2 separate regions of the Tachysurus vachellii genome follow, and region 1 is linked to region 2. A link is a contact called in public Hi-C data. All regions are on one chromosome and are shown on one strand. Each heading gives the region's core, a stretch centred on a gene start, on an enhancer-like site or on the middle of the called end of the contact. The rest is flanking DNA. Distances are from core to core; before and after follow the strand shown.

The links. Hi-C and Micro-C count contacts between places; a contact is called where the count stands out from the background.
Region 1: a contact with region 2 is called in a Hi-C map of muscle, with 2.3 times the contacts expected there. The contact joins the promoter of emilin2a here to the promoter of adcyap1b in region 2. A contact is called at or near these places in 2 of 3 Hi-C or Micro-C datasets (blood and muscle).

Annotation. Positions count from the first base shown.
Region 1 is chr7:9,152,510-9,155,445 of HZAU_Pvac_v1, reverse strand. It overlaps emilin2a (elastin microfibril interfacer 2a), which reads right to left and starts at 1,638. Exons shown (of 9, transcript XM_060874096.1): 1 at 1,409-1,638; 2 at 853-978. The coding sequence starts at 1,512.
Region 2 is chr7:9,015,215-9,018,353 of HZAU_Pvac_v1, reverse strand. It overlaps adcyap1b (adenylate cyclase activating polypeptide 1b), which reads right to left and starts at 1,784. Exons shown (of 5, transcript XM_060874166.1): 1 at 1,389-1,784; 2 at 853-957. The coding sequence starts at 956.

The sequences.
Region 1 (2,936 bases), core at 389-2,888, 140 kb before region 2:
GCCGGACCAGGGCCAGGAAGATTGTAAAGGATCTCAGCCATCCCAACAATGGACTCTTTTCTTTGTTGCATCCAGGGAAACACTTTTGCTCCTTGAAAGCAAACACAGAGAGAAAGAGGAGAAGCTTCTTCCTGCAGGCCATTCGGAGTCTAAACCAGGAAACACCCAGGATCTAGTACTGAACCTCTCCATCTCCATCACCACTGTTTTTCTGCACACCTTTTTTGCACTATGACACTTTAACTCTGGACTGTCACTTTAACTCTGGACTTGCACAGCACAGTGTCACTTTATACACTTTATACACACACCATACTGCACATGGACACTTTAAAGACAATCATTCAAAACTGTACGCATTTATGTGTATTTATGTATATGTATGTACATTCTTTTTTTCACATATATTTTCATATCTTCTATAGTTTTTATGTAGTTTATACTTTTTATTTACCGGTCAAATTCAAAAAAGCCTTTCACTGCATGTCGTAACCTGTATGTATGTGTATGTGACAAATAAAAATTGATTTGATTTGAACACTTTGACCACTAGGCTTCCACATCCCTATATAATTAAAATAAATGTAATTAAGATGCAAATGAATGTCTAATAATTTTACACTATGTGTGTGCTCTGTGTGTGCCCTGTTACTAAATAGCTTTCTGAATCACCATAGTATAAACACTAATAGCACGGATGTACAGCTCTTTTTGGTTGGTGGTGCAGTCTTTGGCTTGATCTCCTAAGCCACACCCTCTCCCTATAGTATTAGCGTCACTCATAACGGTTCATAAGGATCAGACCACGCCCAGTGCCCCGCCCAGTGCCCCGCCCCTCTCCTTGGTACTCACATCACTGATGGCTCGCAGTCTGGCTGGTTTACAGGACAGGGCGCAGCTTCAGCTTCAACCGCTGCGGGAAAATCCGCGCGCACTGCGCAGCTCACGTTCTTCTGCACGATAAACGCGCACCAGTTTCTGACAAATCATAAAACAGTGGCGATTTATAATCATCCAAGACATGATTCTGGATGAAATTCATACACAGCGACACTATTATGTAGACTGAAATCAGAGAAAACGAGCCAAATTACGCAATGATTGTATCCAATCACAGTGTGACGTTTAAGTGCGCAAACACATCTGGAACATCTGGTCTCATAGTTATGATTTCAACCAAGACTATAACGTTTTTGTTGCGTTCTTGTTAAAACGTCTAAACACTGTAAAACTCACTTGTCATCCTGTCATTTAAAACCTGTGTATTAAGCAAACGCGTTTTTCTTTTACGCACAAATGATTGTGTTAATGTCTTCAGCATTAAATAAATGTAGATAAAGTTCAGCATCCTGACATGAAACAAGCTTTTAAAGCATCATATGTTCAGTGTGTTGGAGTTGATACCCACTTGTTTCTGAGCCTGTGCGAGTTGTACTGAACACTTAAACACACCACGCTTCCCAAAAACAGCAGCGCGAGCCACAAACTGCTCAGATGAGGTTTAACACCCATTGTGCGTCCTGGTCATTAAAGAGCAACACAAACAATTACAGAAAAAAAAAAACCTTACTAGGGTCAGCCTTTCCAAAGCCGACGGACAAAAAAAGGACAGTCCAAGCTACTTCCCAAGTTTGAGGAAAAGTTAAGACTTAACTCTACAGGGGTCCCAAAAAAAAAATAAGGTTGCCAGATTGTCAGTTTTTGTCCACAATTGTCTTTTCCCACAATTCTTTATTTCTTGTGAACTAATACGTGCTACAATTGATCATGTTATATGTCACTTAAAACAATTAAACAAACAAAAAACAACAGACTTTATTGCACATCATAACTATTTAAACTTTTATACCGACACAGGTTGTATGTGTCCCAATCTGGCAACGCTTTACACAGACTTAATGGGGGCGGGACAAGTACACAATAGACACAACTCAATAGAGGACTTAAATGCCCCACAGCACTTTTAAACGGACACAACAATGTAGTGACTTGAGGCTATGTGTGTTTAGATCTCTGTGTTTCACAGTTAAACATCTTCAGTATTATTATTATTTTAATAAAAAAAGACAGAAAGAGAGAGAGAGAGAGAAAGAGAGAGACAAAGAGAGAGAGACCAAGAGAGACACAGAGAGACACAGAGAGAGGGGGAGAGAGAGGGGGAGAGAGAGAGACAGAAAAAGAGATAGAGACAAAGAGAGAGAGACAAAGAGAGACAGAGAGAGACACAGAGAGAGAGAGGGAGAGAGAGAGACAGAAAAAGAGATAGAGACAAAGAGAGAGAGACAAAGAGAGACAGAGAGAGGGGGAGAGAGAGGGGGAGAGAGAGGGGGAGAGAGAGAGACAGAAAGAGAGATAGAGAGACAAAGAGAGACAGAGAGAGACACAGAGAGAGAGAGGGAGAGAGAGAGACAGAAAAAGAGATAGAGACAAAGAGAGACAGAGAGAGAAAGACAGACAGAGAGAGAGAGAGAGAGACAGAAAGAGAAAGACAGACAGACAGACAGAGAGAGAGAGAGAGAGAGAGAGAGACAGAAAGAGAAAGACAGACAGACAGACAGACAGAGAGAGAGAGAGAGAGGGAGAGAGAGAGAGAGAGAGAGAGAGAGACAGAAAGAGAAAGTCAGACAGACAGAGAGAGAGAGAGAGACAGACAGAAAGAGAAAGTCAGACAGACAGAGAGAGAGTGAGAGAGGGAGAGAGAGAGAGAGAGAGAGAGAGAGAGAGACAGAAAGAGAAAGTCAGACAGACAGAGAGAGAGTGAGAGAGGGAGAGAGAGAGAGAGAGACAGACAGAAAGAGAAAGTCAGACAGACAGAGAGAGAGTGAGAGAGGGAGAGAGAGAGAGAGAGAGAGAGAGACAGACAGAGAGAGAGAGAGAGACAGAAAGAGAAAGACAGACAGACAGACAGACAGAGAGAGAGAGAGAGAGAGAGAGAC
Region 2 (3,139 bases), core at 535-3,034:
TGTGTGTGTGTGTGTGTTCTTTCTTTTGCTTCGATTTACTTCGATTTACTTCGATTTACTTGCTTTAACGGTGATATTTAAGGATTTAAGGAGAAATAAAACATTACCCAAACAATAATAAAAAAACTGAAAGAAAATAAAATGCACAATTGAACGATGCAAATTGACGCAATGCTTAAAATACAGCGTCTAAAGGTCTACAATATTTCTACTTAAACGAAATTCACTTGTAAAAAAAAAAACACTTTCGTTATCACGTTTATATTTATACTGTTTTTAATGCTGATTATTATGATTATACGCTAGAGGCATTTTAATACAACACACTCATATTAGCCTTGCTGCTTGTAGCTTGCACGTTGCGCTAGTATGAAAGCCTGATGCACAATAACGAGTTCACACCGTCTTCCACTCACACCAGCTTCCTATTCGTTTACTGCTTGTGTTTGCAGTGTGACGCCACTCGGCCGTCATTCCAGATTCATTCTCATTTTCATATAGGCAAGTCCCCATAGAAATATACTGTCTAAACCCTAGCGTCAACACTCCGGGGAAAATGCTTTGCTTCCTGTAGAAACAACTTGGATTAAATTGGCAGTCCTTTTCCAACAAAAAAGCAAATCTATTACGGTGGGTATGGACCATTTTACAGCAAAAATAATCCATGAAAAAAAGAAATATTCGGAATAATTAATTGCTCCAAAATAAAATTCGCATATTTGTGTCTTCTCCAAAATAAGATAATTAATAATTAAAAAGATCTTCGAATTCTGAAGACCAGTTGATAGTCTTTAAGACGTAAGATTGACCAATAAAAGGAGAAAAGACAGGATTTTGGCAGTGTGTACGTACCTCATGTTGGGGAAGCCCATTCCGATGGGTGTGCATTGAGCGCTGTAGCGCATTAAGATCCCGTAGATGAGCAGAGCCAAAGTAGCTCTACTAGATTTGGCCATGCTGTAAAGGGAACGCGAAGAAAGTTAAATCACTTATACGCTTCAACTCAACACTGTAACACGCCTTAAAATGTAGTCATTTTTTTCTTTGTTCTTGTTGTTTGCTTTTTTTTTGCACCGTTCTATCGCCAATTTCCAAGCTTTCTAATAACGCAATAAAACTTCTGTCCTGACACGTCCTACAATTTCCAAACGACGTTTCTTTAACTCTCTAAAATCCGCTCGGGTCTGAAAACTTTAAGGAGAGCCTTGGAACGACGCACATTCAGTCCTTCTCCGTAAGTCGACAAAAATGCTAGTAATAAACTAGAAATACACACACAAAAAAAATAAAAATAAAAAAAAAAACATGAAGAATCCTGGAGTTTGTGTTCCTTCAAAGCACGATTTTGTGGCTTAAGCTGAAATGAAACAGGCAAAACGGTCACGTACCTACGGCAGGTTGGACAGAGAGCGAGGCTGCGGGACGCGCTTCGGGTGCGGCTGCTGAGCGTGTGTGTATGAGTGATATAGAGAGAGAGGGAGAGAGAGAGAGTGAGAGAGAGAGAGAGAGAGAGAGAGAGAGAGAGAGAGAGGCAAGGTAATCTTTCTCACGGCACCTCTTCTCTGAAGCGCCACCGCCGTTTCCTAATGGGTTCGTCCTGATCAACCGCGTTTGACTTTTATACAATAAGTAGCTTCGAAAGCAAACAAACAAACAAAACAAAAAATAGCCTTTGCGAACAAAAAATTGTCGGTGAAATTCGTCGTTCACGGCTTATTCGTTCGTCCACATGTCCTTTTTTGCTCAACTTTCACCCCCCCTCCAGTTTCCTCTGATTTTTATCCATGAATGGAGACTCTTGCCCTTTTTTCAATAAGTCCCATTAAGTATGCCTCAGACGTCATCAGCCCCTTCCTCCCGGAATATAAGTGTGTAATTTCTTCCTCATCGACAGATAAGTTACTCTGACACGCCTCAAATGGAACTTTTCCCTTTTAAACTCCATTTTTTAAGGCATGAAACAAATTGCATTTTTTTTTTAAATACGACAGGAAGCTGAGATGGCACCATTCTGGGAAATTACGAAATTGCATTCTCATCCGTCTTTCCGTACAGACATTTTTTTTTAGCATTTAATCCTATAACTGATTAATAGTATTTAAATAAACTGACAGAATGAATTAATTAATTAATGAATACAGAATTTAGCATAAATAGGGCAAACACAGGGAGCTGTCCACTATTGTGGTGCTGATGTTTCGACGCAATACTGTAGTTCATTATTTATCTTCCTAAATTGTCCTTCAGTTCTTATTTAATCGTTCATTAAACAATTATGGGTTTTAACCTTTTCTTAATCGGTAGCACTCTGTTGTATATGCTTTACAGAAACTCAAGGGTTTCTTAAGTGAAAAGAACTGTTAAATGTCTTGGTTTCTCTAGCGAACGTGTAGAATAAATCGCCCCTTAATCGGATAGGTAATTGCATTAAAATGATAAATTATGCTTATAGATTATACATAAGACAAAACCACTGATCGCGTACGGCAAATGGTTTCAAATAAATACTGTCATTAATAGGGAAAAACACTTTTTTTTAACTTAAGTGTAAACAGGCCTTGCTACAAAGACAAGTGCAAAAGTAGTAGTTCCACAATCTTGATTTCACCCCAACCAACAACTTCAAACAGTACTTAAATTCATATTGTTTGCATGCAACCCTCCGCATTTAACCTGTGCTTCTATATATTCAATACATTCTTTAACTCAATGCACTGACAAGTGAATCATGCGATCCGATAACAATAATTTAATAATTCACGTCGACGTCTCGTTAAATGTGACGTAGTATGACGTCAAAAGCCATTCATCCCGTCTGCCGTGCGTGAGTTCGGTACAGCACGCTGCATTGTCAATATTCGTGGATTTGTGTGTGCGTATATGGCGTATATATGGCGTGACACATTTAAACGTTTCAAGAGCGCCATCGTGCGGTTGCAGGTTGGGCTACGGTTCGCTGTTATGAAATTGCATATATGAATGCACAGAGTACAATTTCTCATCTCTGGTAATTGAGAAACTCTTGTTGTGCATATTTAAATTTTTTTGCTGATGCCAACAATATTTGATTAACAGCTAATTAATAAGCCCCGTTGTGAGCTGTTGTGGATGTGTAAGAGCCCAGAAAAACACATAAATT